Regions from separate parts of the Rattus norvegicus genome. Here region 2 is linked to region 1. Evidence: chromatin contacts called from public Hi-C data. All regions are on one chromosome and are shown on one strand. Each heading gives the region's core, a stretch centred on a gene start, on an enhancer-like site or on the middle of the called end of the contact. The rest is flanking DNA. Distances are from core to core; before and after follow the strand shown. Region 1 overlaps LOC108352076 (a long non-coding RNA gene). Region 2 holds the start of LOC134480677 (a long non-coding RNA gene).

The links. A called contact is a pair of places that touch in the nucleus more often than the background predicts.
Region 2: a contact with region 1 is called in a Hi-C map of kidney, with 1.6 times the contacts expected there. The contact joins two enhancer-like sites. A contact is called at or near these places in 2 of 12 Hi-C or Micro-C datasets (kidney and liver).

The regions. Positions count from the first base shown.
Region 1 is chr10:28,861,921-28,869,449 of GRCr8, forward strand. It overlaps LOC108352076 (a long non-coding RNA gene), which reads left to right. Exons shown (of 5, transcript XR_005490142.2): 5 at 1-852. It also overlaps a transcript of Adra1b not described here. Among named protein-coding and RNA genes, the nearest start is that of Adra1b, 51 kb to the left of the region's middle. Within about 2 kb of position 3,276, at least 3 of the 93 cell types and tissues checked have an H3K27ac peak or open chromatin away from gene starts, as enhancers often do. A contact at or near this core is called in kidney, where this site is marked.
Region 2 is chr10:28,928,139-28,935,667 of GRCr8, forward strand. LOC134480677 (a long non-coding RNA gene) reads left to right here and starts at 235. Exons shown (of 2, transcript XR_010055330.1): 1 at 235-341; 2 at 3,640-3,816. Within about 2 kb of position 3,088, at least 1 of the 93 cell types and tissues checked has an H3K27ac peak or open chromatin away from gene starts, as enhancers often do. A contact at or near this core is called in kidney, where this site is marked.

The DNA.
Region 1 (7,529 bases), core at 2,026-4,525:
GAGCAAATATATTTGGAGATTTGAAATTTTTTCACGTGTGAAATGGTTGAGAGCCTGGTTCAGGGAGGAAGTGGCACAGTGGCTGTCACTGGCTATTTGAAAAGCAGTGATAAGGGGAAGGAATTAGAGTTGGTGTCTCTCTTGCCAGAGGACATTAGAAAGCTTATGGGTAGAGATGTAAAGGGGGCAGATTGGGAATCAGCACTTCCAGGAGTTCAGCAATGAGTAAAGATGGAGGGGTGGTGCAGTTTGGGTATGTTTAACTGTTCCCTACTGATTCCTGGATGGAAAGCTTGTGTCTTTCTAGTTTTGGAGATATGGTACCTTTAAGAGGTGGAGCTTGGAGGAAAGTCTTCAACTCAAGAGGGAGAACACTCTTTACGAGGACACTCATAGCCTATGGTAAAGTTTCAGGAGAATGAGTCACAAAAACCAGCAGTGGTCCCTCCTAGTCTCCCTTTTCTCGATTCTGCATGAGTGACCTCCATTATTGCCCTCCACCATGTCCATGTACCACTAGCTAGAGCTGAGCCACCGAAGGTGACATGCTCTCTAAAGCTGTGAGCGAAATCAACTGCTATGCTTCGCAACTAGCCTGCCTCAAGCACTCATTCCATCCCAGTGGTGGAAGGCCTGCCTTGAGCTTTGCACTTTTTTCTACCCTGGAACAGAATGATGGGTGTTCACAGGTCCGAGGGGTAGAGAAAGCATTTGTTGAACATTGAGATGAAAGGGTCACTTGGACTCTACCCCAAATTCCTGCTTGGAGAGCTCACTGCAAACCCTTATAGCTTGAGGGATTTTAGGAAGGTTGTTTAGTTTCTCTGGGATGGGTTTGCCATCTTTGGACAATGGGACAAGACACAGGTTATAGTTGTGCAGGGCTCAGTGAGAGCCTGGCTGGAAGAAGGTCCCAGGAATCAAGGCCTTCCTTGTTCTATTTCAGAAGAGGCTCTGCTTTCCATGATGCATTGCTTCCTCGAGCTCTGCTGCCCCACTCAGGGATTTTATTTGTTTTAAGCAACGGCAGTCCATGGAGACACAAGAGAACACGTCCTGTTCACCTTGCTTAGCATAGGGCAGTTCTGCAGAGAAGGTTCTGTGACGTCACAGGGAGTCCTAGCTAATGGTTGTCATTCTGGATCTGTGTGAGAGACGCTCCTTTAAAATTAAACAACCTGTCACAGGAGACGCAGATGTGCACACAGACACACGCATGAGTTCCCATGGCCTGTACCTAAGTGGATGCTCATGGGATGCAGGGACAATGGTCACATGTGGCTCTGACCTCCACACCTGACTCACTTTCCCCTCAGAATCAGGGGAATGAATGAAGAACTGGCTTGTGGGATGAGTCATAGAGGCAACCAGAATGAAGGGCAGGATTCAGTCTCTCTGGGGATCTTTATTTATAGCCCTGGCTGTTCAAGAGGGAGTCGGAAATCATTCCCAAGGAGTCCTACCAATGAAGAGTGATTGGATAACCGAAAGATGTCATTCCCACTGCTGTGCTCTCTTGCAGGCAGGCGCCTGTTGCTCTAGGAGCTGGAACCTGGAGAATTGCTGTGTCACTCCAGGGTGGTGAAGCCAAGCGTAGAAACTGAGCTGACTGTCTTCCAGCTGCTCCTTTATCAGCTGTTGAGCCCCTGTCCCCAGGGTCCAGGCAATCTCTATGCTAATCTGAGCAAATCTTTCCCAAACTCAAACAATAGAATTTTTTCTAGGTTGACAGAGGCCACTGATCAGGAAGGATGCCATTTTGATTCAAAATGACACAGTTTAATCCTACATCCAGATGCCCTACCTCTGTCCTGCTTCTGAAAGAAACAGAACACGTGACATGGGAAATATGCACCCAGGGACCTGTCCTGCTTTCCTGAGGAGGTGATGCCTTTTTGCTGGGTTTTGTGTGTGTGTGTGTGTGTGTGTGTGTGTGTGTGTGTGTGTGTGTGTGTGTATGTGTATGTGTGGTGTGTTGGGGGTAGGTATGCATATATGTGTATACGTGTAGGCAGAGGCCAGAGAACAACCACATCTGTTACTTGTTCCTGCCAATGACTTTATTTTTTGAGACAGGGTTTCTCATTGGTCCAGAACTTGCCAAGTAGGCTGGGCTAGCTGTTCAGTGGGTGCTTGTCTCAGGGCTGGATTCATAAATGTGTGCTACCGTCCTAGCTTTTCTTTTATTTGGATTCTGGGGATGGAACTCTAATTTTATGCTTTTAAGGCAAGCTCTTTGCTGGATGAGCTGTCTCCCCCATCCTCTGTCAGATGTTGAATAATTCTAGAAGATCAGGAGTGGGCTGTTGAGCATTGAGCATTTTGGGCAGGCCCTGGGCCTCACACATTATGACTCATAATTGCTTAGGACTCTTCCTGATACAGGCGGTACTCAAGAGGTTAGCTCAGGGAGGGACACACATGTCATCTTGTCAACTTCTTAGTTACAAAGGCCTCATAGCTCCAGCTCTTAGGTAGGGTATATAGTACAGAGAAAACAATATTCTCTCAGGACACAGCCCAAGGTTCTACTCTTGCCTATTCCACCATAAGACCTTTGACAGATCATCCAATCCCTGCAGCCTCATTTTGTTCATCTATAAAATGGAGAGTCATGGATACCTATTGATTTCTGAGGATCATGGCAAAAATTAAAGATGATGCCAGCACGGGTAGCTCACTATAACACATGCTGCCTAAGAGGAGTGAGATGCCACTGTCATCCAGTAACACTTTGGTTCATTGATTGCTGTGACAGTTATTGTTCATTGTCTACTTTACAAGATGTAGAATTGCCTAGGAGACAAACTTCTGGGCATGTTTATGAGGGAGTTTCTTGACTGGGCTAATTGAGTTGAGAGGACCAACTCTAATTGTTGGTCCTGGACTGAAGCTAAAAGAGGAGAGAGAGAGAGAGAGAGAGAGAGAGAGAGAGAGAGAGAGAGAGAGAGAGAGAGAGAGAGAGAGGGAGAACTGAGTACCGTTTCTTTACTATGGCTGCAATGTGATTAAGTGCTTTATGCTCCCACTGCCATGCCTTCCCCACCATGACGGACTATACACCCAACTATGTATGTTATCTTAGTGATGAGAAAAGACTGCTCAGGATGTGCATGCTCTTCCCTTTTCATTGCTGTTAGTTGGTTCATGTGTACCATGAACTGTGTTCTGAGCAAGGACAGAAAACTCTTGGACTGGCCACAAGCTGCTCAGTGCAAGCTTCAAGCTGTGACCCTGGACCATGACTTTGGCTGCAAGCCATGAACATGGCTTAGGCAACACTCTGCTACTTACTCTGGACTGTTGATCCCAATGGGTCACTCTGAGCCTGTTAGCCTTGACCTAGAGATCACCCTGGCATTCGGACTTGCCTGGAAGTTTCCTCCTTTAATTTTAGGACCTAATGAAACCATAGGATCCTGGCCATAGCATCTGAAGATACCTAAATTCACTCATCTGTGGTATAGGACACTCAACTGACTCCTTGTGTCTTAAGGTTGTTCCCAAGGAAGAATAGAGATGAAGAGGGCCAGGAAGGTAAGCTCTAGGGAGAAGGGAGAATCAGGAGGGGGAGAATAATCACCTTCCCAAAAGCAAATCAATATTTTTTTCTCAAAAGAATATAAGAATATATAGAGATGTATATATGAATATATGAATATATATATATCCAGGATCTCATGTAGCATAGGCTGGCCTCAGACTTGCTAAACAGCTGAGGCTATGTAGTTGAGCATGATCTATCTTCTGATCCTCAGTTTCCACCTTCTGAGTGCTGGGACTATAGTCATGTATCGCTATGTCCAATTTATGTGGTTCTGGAGACCATACCCAGGGCTTTGTACATGGAAAAAGTAGTTTCCCTATGGAGTCACATGCTCAGCCAGAGACTAATCACTTTAATGACATAATGCCCATTATTTGCCTTCAGGGTTTCAAAAACCCTTTATTTGGGCTCTTCCTAGACTGAGAAGAATACAGTAATTCTAGCTCAGATTTTGTGCTAGGCAGATCTGAACTTACAACACGGCTTGGCTCCTGGCTACTTTGGGCAGCCTTGGGTGAGCTGTCTCACCTTTGGGTCCCTGCTTACAAAGTGGAGTTAGTATGGGACCTGCATTATAGAGTTAAGGAGAGTCTTAAACAGGTTCATGAATCTAAGCGTCTAGTAAAGAATTACGATTGGATTCCATTTTTGGCCCTTGTGGCTGCGTGCTTGTCAAGAGGATTTGATGAGATGAAGGATTTGAATCCTGGAAGCTAGAGACCATGGTGCTGACACAGAGCATGGAAACAATCATTTTTTTTCTTTCAGTTTTTGGAATTTGATGGATGTGCTGTTGGCTTGGGTGCATAGCAGCCAGAGAGTCTGGAGGGCTCCCTAAGGACAGCCTCCTGGGACAACATTCCAGTTTGGTGCAGTGTGAAGGAAGGGGTTCAGAATGAGTCCTTCTGCTGCCCAGGGCCTTGCATAGCCAACAGCTTTGCTGGGTTCTTCCGTCTTATAAGGGTGACTTGATAAGGAGATGTGTGACACGTAGTGTCAGATGTGATATCTTTATATGACAACTGTTTCCTAGGATGCAAAGCTCTGGGTTGCCTGAGGGTGAGTGAGCTGAGGTACGATATAGGGCCAGGCATCGAATCCCAGTGAATGATTCAGCCCCCCTGTTCTAAGACATCTACTGTATTTTCGGAAAAGCATTTTAAGCAGACAAACTGACCTTCAGACCAAAGCACAGTCTCAGGCTTACTCCAAAGGTCTTCCACCTCTTAGGGGAAGAAAACATGGAAAATTCTAGAACAGGTACAGAATGGGGAGCTGCTTTCTACTGGCTGGTAAATATCTGAAACAAGCATCAGATCCCAAGGATGAAAGGAAGGGTGGGCAAATTCATTAAAAAAAATAAAAGAGGTTATACCATATAGAAAGTCATGTAGAAAAGACAAAGAGGCCTTAACTCTATCCCACCATGTCTCTCAACTTCTGCAGATTTCCCCAGGATCCCAATTGTTATAGAACATTAAGACACCCTACGGCTCTGCCTTCCCCAAATGGTAGGTATCATAAGCATCTGCCACCTTCCACATTCCACCAGATTGTATATACAGCCATGTGCTAAGATGGACCTCTCTGTTAGATCCAAGGGACGGACTCTGTGTGTTTTCATTCACACACGGCAATCTTGTTCTTATTCACTAGTGATTGACTTAGGGATAGCCAGACAGTCCACTTCTGGCCAATGGGACCTGAGTCACAGTCTTTTATAATGTTCTGGAAAATTTCTGCTTCCAGAGAAGACAAAGGAATGGCTAGAAATACGCTGATCCTTTTTGTTGTACATCGTCATATAAGGACATAGGGTTTGAGGCTATGGCAGCTGCTCTGCCAGCCAAGGTTAAAGCAAAAAGCATAGAGAAGTAGATTCAGAGCTTTGGTGTTCTCAAACCCCGTTCTCACCCTGTGGTCATCAATACGTTGACTTTTGTTAAATAAAGCAACAGGATTCCATAATCACACCTGTCCCAAAGCAGCTGAACTGACACATGGAGAAAGCTTTCCTTATTTGGTCCTCTCTCTTTCCTTCTTTTCTGTCTTAATTCAAAAGACTCAAACGCACATATCTGTAGGGTCAGGACAATATATATTGTATAAGTGTATACAAGGGGTTAGTTGGAGACTGGGAGTCTCTTGTCAAAGAGTGCCTACAGCTGGTGGGGTCGATTCTGACTCTGGAATGGTACGCCACTGAAACCAGATGCTTTTAGATTTTAGAAGAAACCAGAAGCTAGATATTTTGTGTGGTGTCTCCCAGTTTTGAGGTGCATGTTTAAATTATCATGGAAGAGGTACTATGGGCACCAAATCTACACGTCCATGCACTGTTAGCTTAAAGATCACAGTTGTACTTGGCTTTATCTGCCTAATTCCAGACCCATTGCCATAGACTTCTTCCATGTAAACTATGTCTCCACAAAATAAAGTAATAGGACAAACAATAGTGGGTTGAAACCATGAGTCACAACAAGCCTTGTGTCTGTGCAAATTGCTGAGTAACACAATGGGTTGGAGGGAATGTATCTCTATTCCAACATTGCTGCGACCAAGTGACTGACAAGCAACTTGAGGAAGGAAGGGATTCTTTTGACTCACAGTTCAAGGTTAGAGCCTACCATGGAAGGAAGGCATGGAAACAGGAGCTTGCTTGATGTCTCTGGTCACTTTGCATCCATAATCAGGAGATAGAAAGAAATGGATGCTGGCATGCAGCTCTCTTTCTCCTCCATATTCAGTCTGAGATCCCAGCTTATGGCACGGTACCACCCACATTCAATAGAGGTTGTCTTAGTTAGGGTTTTACTGCTGTGAAGAGACACCACGACCAAGGCAACTCTTAACAGGACAACATTTAATTGAAGCTGGCTTATAGGTTTGGAGGTTCAGTCCATTATCATCCAGGCGGGAGGATGACAACATCCAGACAGGCATGGTGCAGGAGATGCTGAGAGGTCTACCTCTTCATCTGAAGGTCACTAGGAGGAGACTGGTTCCCATGTGGTTAGGAGGAGGGTCTCATTACCCACTCCTACAGTGACACACTTCCTCCAACAAGATCGTACCTACTCCAACAATGCCACACCTCCTAATAGTGCCTCTTCCTGGGCCAAGCATATTCAAACCACCACAAAGGTCTTCCCACCCTAGTCAAACCTCTCTGGAAAAACCCTCATACCAATACCCAGAGCTATGTTTCCATGAGCCTAAACCCAGTCAAATTGTCAATGAAGATTAACTACAGCAGCTATGAAGCTAGGGCATTGAGTGCAATTTCTAGGACTTTTCTATTTTTTACAGCTTTATCAGTGCCAAGAAGACACATAGTATTTTTTTTTTACTAGAAAAAGGAAAACATTCCCAGAGAATGTAAAGACACTGCAGTAAGAGGCCTGTGTTGAAGGGCCATTGTGTCAATAGTACTTTGGTGGGAAAGTTCAACCAGGTCTCTCTAAGGAAGGCCTGGGTAGCTAGAGACATGATATCCCCTTACCCAAATGAAATGTCCTATGACCCAGGAACCTGGTTCCCAAGAGGGGCTAAGCAGGTTGTCTAATTTAACCCTGTCAGTTATAATACTGGAGACCATCAGGTTTGCCTCTGGGTCACCAGATGAAGTCTTCAGAGTCCCTTGATGACACTGTGCATCAGAGAACAGCTAATAGGAACTTCATGGAGAGCACCATGGACAGCACAGTGATGGTTCTCAATGACAAGAGGGAATGAGTCACTAACAGCTCCAGGAATTTGGAAGGAATGCCAACGAATCTCTGAATAATGGGTGCAGTTCTGACACCAAAGAAGGCAAAGGGCAGGTACTAGTTGTCATGGAGGAAGAGTGGGGGTGGGGGGGGACACAGCTCCCCTATATGGTTACAGAGTTTGAGCAGCTTGTGGCCATATGATGCAATCATGGTGAGCTGGAATAGTGAAGAAAATGAAGATTTTTTTTCCATTGGGAAGGAATATTATG
Region 2 (7,529 bases), core at 1,838-4,337, 66 kb after region 1:
GGGAGACACAGCGACAACCTTCTTTACCATGGCGCTTTTTTGGGTCTTCACCATGCCAATGTACCCTTAAAGCCCTGAGAGAGACTCAACAGATTTCGCACATCTTACCCAAAGTGACTTTATAGGAGTAATATTTTGGTCAGGAAATGCTGAATGATCTCAGGGACTACCTCTAGCTCTAAATTTTGCCGAGTCCGGTGATCTCATTTAAACTTTTTTCTTTTTCTTTTTTGAAGCAAGGTGTGGGTCTGTGGTCCAAATCACCTGTCAAAACCAAGTGGCTAGCCACTGACAGACTAGGATGTGAACTCACACCTTTCAAGCCTCTACTTGTCTAGCAGGTACCTGGTGTGGGGAGGGTAGATGTTAAGAATTAATTATGAAGCTCCGTGACATGCTCTGTTGGCTTTCCACCCCCAAGGACTGCAAAAACAGCACCTTGTAGAAGTACAAAATAAATAAATAAATAAATAAATAAATAAATAAATAAATAAATAAGTCTTTAAGGCAGGAGGGAGCTGTAATCCCTTACAGAAATGGGAAATCTGTCTTAGTCTCTAACCTGTTCCCTGTGCATGCATGAGAACCCAAGTTCAATACCAACCTAAAAGAGCCCACGCATGGTGGGTACTCTCAGGGCTGGGTAAGCTGGATCCTTGAGGCTCGATGGCAATCCAGTCAAGCCTAGTTGGGTAACCCCAGGCCAGTAAGCGACCCTGCCTCAGAAACAAACAAACAAACTCACAGGGCAGACAGTGCCTGAGAGGGAATGACACTTGAGATTGTCTACTGACCTTCACACATACACATATACATGGGCATGTACACCTGTATACTATGTCCCACTTACACACACGAATATGCACATGTGAGAGAGGAAGAGAGAGAGAGGAATGGGGAAGGAGGCATGGAGAAGGCCACATAAAAACAGAGGCAAGATGGCAAAATGCATGGGACTGTGGATGGGGCTCAGAGGCAGATCACCTGCCTGTCTTGCACAGGGTGGTTTAGCATGGAAAGCAGAGGCAGAGATTGGAATAATACTGTCATCAGCCAAGAACCCTCAAAAGCTGGAAGAAGCAGGGAGACTTTTTTCCCCACTACAGATTTTATAATGACCAGTGGCTGCTGATACCTTGACCTTGGGTTACTAGTCTTCAGATCCACAACATAATACTTTCTGCTGTTCTAAGACACTACTAGTTTGGGGTGCTTTATCATGAAGACCCAGGATGGATACAGCAGAATCAACAGAGCTTTAAAATGGCATTCTGAGCCTCTCTTTAAGCCAAGTCTGGGTCTGAGGTCTACAGAGAACTGTTCACAGCTTGACTCTAGTGAAACCCACTGGCCTCGGCCCTGGTTTGACAGTTTTTCTGTTTAACAACTGCCAGCAAGGAGCTTCTCTCCTCTCTGCTGAACTCAGCACCCCTCCACCCTCCTCCTCCTGCCTCAGAAATAAGCAAGAGAATCTGGAGGTTTAGAAGTTAAAAATCAAAACAAAGCAAATCAGAGCCCCTAATGTTTTATGTCTGGCAGCCTTATTTCCTTGTGCTGGGCCTCTAGGCCAAGGAATGTGACCTTTCTATGAGGAAAGAGCCAAGAGAAGCTATTGTCCCTGCACTGGGAAGCTACCAGGCAGCCTGTTTGTGTTTATATGTGGAGATCTCATAGGGTGCTTAGCATCCCAGGTAGAGCCTGAGTCTTAGGACATAGGGGACTTACCTCTGCATCGGTGGGATAAGATCTTTCAGGTATGTGCTTTTGCGGACTCAGAGACACATAGGCTAGCTCAGTTCCTATGCTGACAATAATATGGGTTGGAACCAGAATGCTATTGATGAGAAAACTGATGTCCTGAAGGTTGGAAGAATTTTCAGCAAGTGAGGCTATCCTTTTGGGGATTTATAGGCAGGAAATGGCTACTATAGGTGCTATATAGCCACTGATCAGGTGCCTCTGTAAATAACTCTACTGGAATTCACTGATTCTCTCTATCTCTCTCTCTCTCTCTCTCTCTCTCTCTCTCTCTCTCTCTCTCCCTCTCTCTCTCTCTCTCACACACACACGCACACACACATACACACATATATGACAGAGACTAAAAGAGGGTTAATTTGAAAGAGGGAGGGATCAGCAGGGATGGGAAGGAGAGAAGAAAAGTTCTGGGTATTAATAGGGACAAAATACATTATACACATGTATTAAAATGTCATAATGAAATTCATTTATATATATAATTATATACCAATAGAGACATAAAAACAGTTTATTCATAGTAGAACCGAGACTATACCTAGCACGGGAGCTGTAGATCAGAAGGAGTGGATAATTTACTAGAGAAAATCCAGAACAAAAGCAATGTGTTCCAAGAGGCAGAGCAAGGGGGCAGCTCCCCAAGGAAGTGCAGAGAAGAGGGACTGGAGGCCCAAGGAGACCCAGATTTGGAGTCAGAGCCAGGTCTGTATAGAAACTGTTGGCCACCAACAAGTCCTTCTGTGTCCTCAGTATAACTTATAAAAGAAGACAGTAATTATATCTGCTTTCTGAGATTGTCCTGACTTACACGGCAGATGGCATGTTTAAACTGGCATTTGGAATATGGCAATCACTAGGGAAGAGACAGGTGAGTGGTGGTTGTTAGCAGGCTGAGCTCCCTGTGCCTTTGCCTGGAGATGACCTCAGGAAAGTTGGCCACTCATTGGGAAAGAAGGTGATTGCCCTGATGTGGGTGGAGGATGCTGGGGATGGACCTGGGCCAGGACAGGTTCTTGGCAGCTCATGGGAGGAGAATGATGGGAGAGTGAGCCCCGAGAGGCTATTGCAGCAATGTCCTTGAAGGGTCTATGGACAAAACAAAATAAAATCTAATACAAAGTCTCTAGAATCCTCTCAAGTGCTGCCAAGCCAGAATGTGTTTTCTGAGCCCCATCGAGGCAGCTTTGTCTCCACTCCTCTCAGAGTGTGCAAGTACTGTAACCTTGTGGGGTCAAGAATCCACCTTGAGCAATGGAGCAAGAGAGGACCCGGCTCATTTCCCCAGTGAGGATCTTGGCTCTGGCTCCTGTCCTCCCCTCACCAAGTTGGGCCAAAGAGTGAAGAAACAGGACTGGAGAGAATGCAAGTTCAGGAGGTCAGCTCTGCTGAAGGTGAACATTAACCCTACAGCCCTCTGGGATTGAACAAGAGGACAAAGTTGTCAGACTCCTCAGTCTTCTTGTGAAGGAGCACTATTTCCCAACCTTGACTGACAACGATGCTTCTTGCTAACATATCCCTGTGGGATGAGATTGAAATTCCTTGGCATCCAAAGCCCTGGAGGCGACCTTGAAGCTTGTTCCATGTTGGATTTGCCAAATGAGACCACACTGCAGCCATATCCAGAGGTAGCAGTTTATTTCCCATTGCAAGTGATTCGTGCCATAAAAGAAGATGGATCAAGTGGGGCACTGGGAACACAGTAGGTAGCCAGTCCATGGCTGTTGATTTGAGTCATTCTTTGTTTTCCCTCTTGTCTTTAAAAAAAAGGGCAACGAGACTACCAACTGTCAAACATGCCTGTAAAATCCTACTTTAAATAGCAAGAATAGCTGAGATCAGTTTCTTATGTTGCCTGATTGTCTTGTTTCGTGACTGCAGGCTTGTCCATCATCAGAAAGAGGAAGGTGAAGCCAATCCCTGTTCCTTGGTGGCAAACAGCCCTGGACTGGAATATCCAGTACTCTCAGGAATCTTTGCCTCCCACCCAGTGTCACCCAGCTGAACACGATGCTGTTATGAAGGGCCCATGAATTAAAGAATATGCAGACAAAAACATTATTCTGGAAGTTATTTGTCTTTTTCTCTCTTTGGGACCATTTTATGTTGTCTCTAATTTTGTAGCTAGAACTATTTTGGATATAAGGATTTGGGGTTTAAAAAGAACCACATTAAACTCCAGAGACCTCATGACTTGTAGGGTTTGTCTTAAGCCCCTTTCAGCTAGGTTTGATGGTGTCTTTGTTACCCAGGGACATTTGGCAACATACAATGCCTGAAGACAATTTTGATTGCCATGTATTTGACTTTGACTGCATGATATCTAGTGGGCAGCAGACAAAGAATGCTTTCAAATGTTAAATCTAGTTCAGTTTGGCCTGTTGTAATGCCTCTGGGGGATTATCTTGATTTCTTTAATTTGGGTGGGAAAACCCATCCTCTGTGGGTGGCACCATTCCCTAGGCAGAAGATATCCTAAAGAGGAGAAATTGAACTGATCATCAGCATGCATCCATACATACATATCTCTGTGTCCTTACTATGAATGTGATATGTTCACCTTCCTCAAGCTCCCTGCTATAGTAGACTGTCACCAGGAACTATGAGCTAAAATAAACTGTTTCTCCCTTAATTGCTTTAGTCCAGGAATTTTATTGCAGCTACAGAAAACAAAACCAATACAGCTTGCCTTTCAATATTGCCCATTGGTTTGCTTTTCTCTAAGATAACTTTGGCTTTGCTTTATCAAGAGTTAGAGTCAGCAGAAGAGTTTCTCCCTGGTTGCAGGGGCCACAGGTGAGCTGACCCTGACCCTTGTCAACTGTGAGGTGAGAGGGCACAGGGCACAGGGCACAGGGCACAGGGGTGATGTCCTCACCTCCTCACCCCTTGCCACCTGAGAGTGTTGGACCCGAAAGCATGAATGCTGGAGAGCTATTCCTGTCCCTCACTGACTGTAACACTTGGGAGAGTAGGACCTGCACCTCCTCTGGGCAGCACAGTGAAGCTGGATGTGGAGGTATGGGTGCAGGTGCCCTGCCCTGGGGCAGGGGAGATGAGATCATGAAAACTGACCCTACCTCCTGCCAATGGCAGCCTAGCCAGAGTCATGCTGGAAAGGGCACCCTGGTGGTGTGGGTGCGGGAGAGTCTGCAGGATGATCAGCTCAGCTAACACCTTTGAGTTGGCCCACTCCAAAATAAACTTCATCTGTAAATTGTTGGAGTGCATGAAAGGGCCTATTCTGCTGACCCAAAGCTGCAGGATCTCCATGACAAAGGGTAACCACTGGATACCTGGGAGGAGTCCTGATGAGGATCCAATATTGATGGTGTCTCAGAAGCCAGAGACCTCCAAGCAGACCAAAGACTCATTGCAAATGAACATTTGCAAGTGAAGATGTGTGGACAGAGGGATTGATAGTAGGATACACTGGGATACACTGTAACTTCCACGATGAGATGTTTTCTATGCCTTGTTTTGTTTGTGTGTTCTTTCTTTTCTCTTGGGGGGAGCTGCAAAGGTAGAGGCTGAATACTAGGGGGTTCATGATGTAGAAGTCACAAAAAATCAACAAAAGTTTTAGAGTCTTCTTGAATCTGTGAACTTAGATGGGCATTATCCCTTGAGTACATCACATAGACTCATGATTCTATTAAGCAATACAGTAAGAATGGCAATGACATTGTATGACTCCCACATTTAGACCAGATCAGAAAAACACATGGCTTCCACTTTCTCTTCTTTCAAGGATTATTGCTATGGTGGGGTTCCTCCTCAACTACTCCAGCTTAGTTTAATCTCCAGCTAGTGCCATCTCCACTAACAGTTCAGGTGAACCTGCAGATAATTATTGTTTGGTCATGCTGTCCCTAAGCTCTTTAAAAAAATAAAATACAGAAAACAAACCAAAACCAAGTTTCCCATTTATCTTAGCTAGGGTTTTCATCGTTGTGAAGAGACACCGTGACCAAGGCAACTCTAATAAAGGACCACATGTAACTGAGGTAGGCTTGAGGTTCTGAGTTTCAGTCCATTATCATCATGGCAGGAAGGGTGGCAACATTCAGGCACACATGGCACTGGAGGAGCTGAGAGTTCTACGTCTTTTTCTGAAGGCAAACAGGAGACTAGGCTTCCAGACAGCTGGAAGAAGGGTCTCAAAGCCCACTCTGGCAATGACACATTTCCTACAATAAGCTCACACCTACTCCAACAAGGCCACATCTCGTAATAGTGCCACTCCCTGGGACAAGCATTTTTAAACTGCCACACCATTTTTATAAACCTTAAGCACAACAAAGAACATCTAGCCAACCTACAAATTGTACATAAAACAAAAGCACAGTAAGAATGGAAATGACACTCCCAGTACTCGGGAGGGAAAGACAGGTACAGCTCTGGATTCTATGAAAAAAATAAAATAAAATGGCTGATCCAAGTCACTGCTTTGTAGTGGTAGGTAAGTTAAACCACTTTGGCTACTGGTGGGTCTCATGCATACATGCACATGTCCAAGAGCTCTCTGGATTCACAAATCACACACACACACACACACACACACACACACACACACACACACACACACACACACACACAGGCTAATTTTGATATGCCTTGACTAGCTCAATGGCTGGGCATTTCTAATTCTCCCCTCGGCTAGCCTACATTCTCCCCTCCAACTTTCCTAAGTCAACTTACTAAATCAACATTTCATCTCTGCTATCCCAGACCCAATCGGGGGAGTAGTACCTAGTGCCATTTTCTTGAATTTTTACATGGCTAGCTGCTTTCTTTCCTCCAGCTCTTATGTCTAATCCCTCTGCTTCCAAGTCAGGGCAATTCTCTCCCTCTCCTTCTGTTCTCTGCCAGTGCAGTCTTAAAAGTCCCGCCTCTTTCACCCAGTCATTGGCCATTTGCAACTTTATTTCCTAATCAGAGCCACCTGGGGTCAGGCTTCCTTCAGTGTCTAAACACAGATTCCCAGGCGATTCTGGGAGCCGAATTAAGACAAAGCATTAGAACCAATTCCCAATGCTGCTTGAATTAATTTGCCATCTGGGATTAAAGAGAAGAACAATCTTGGATTTTGTTGTTGTTGTTGTTGTTGTTGTTGTTGTTGTTGTTGTTGTTGTTGAGGTTGTTGTTTGAGGCAGGTCTTAGGTAGCCCAGGCTGGCCAGCCTTGAACTGAAAGCGTAGCTAGTGGTGGCGTCACATGTAGCTGACAGGTTAGACTAGCTGGAGATATCCTTGAATTCATGAGACTTCTGTGTCCATTTTCCAAGTGAGGGACATATAAGTGTGTGAGCCGCCATACCTGGCTCTCAAGTCTATAAAGAAAGTCTCCTAACCAGGTTTCTGGTGACAAAAATGCTCATTTAACAGTAGAGAGAATACTCAGTGTTAACTTCAATGGAGAGAGAAAAATGAGAACAAGCAGCAGTGGCCTTTAATCCACAGTGCTCTGCCTTGTCCTGGGTGTGCAGTGGGACCTCTCAGTCTCTCTCTGTTAGCCCCATTTCTTGCCAGAGCTATGATGACAAGACCAAAGAATTTAGATAGAAACTCAGTGAACGGACCCACTCTATCTTTTGTAGCCAAAGGTGACAGAGACTGGATGTGGATGGAGAGGCTTCCTTTCATTTTCTAGAGGTTATGAGTATCTATTGATAAAGGAGATATAAAGATGACTGTGTGAGATAACAGCCCATCACCAAGGTCAAATCTGTTTCATCCCCTGGTTCTTTCATCCCTGGGTGAAATCTTTCGA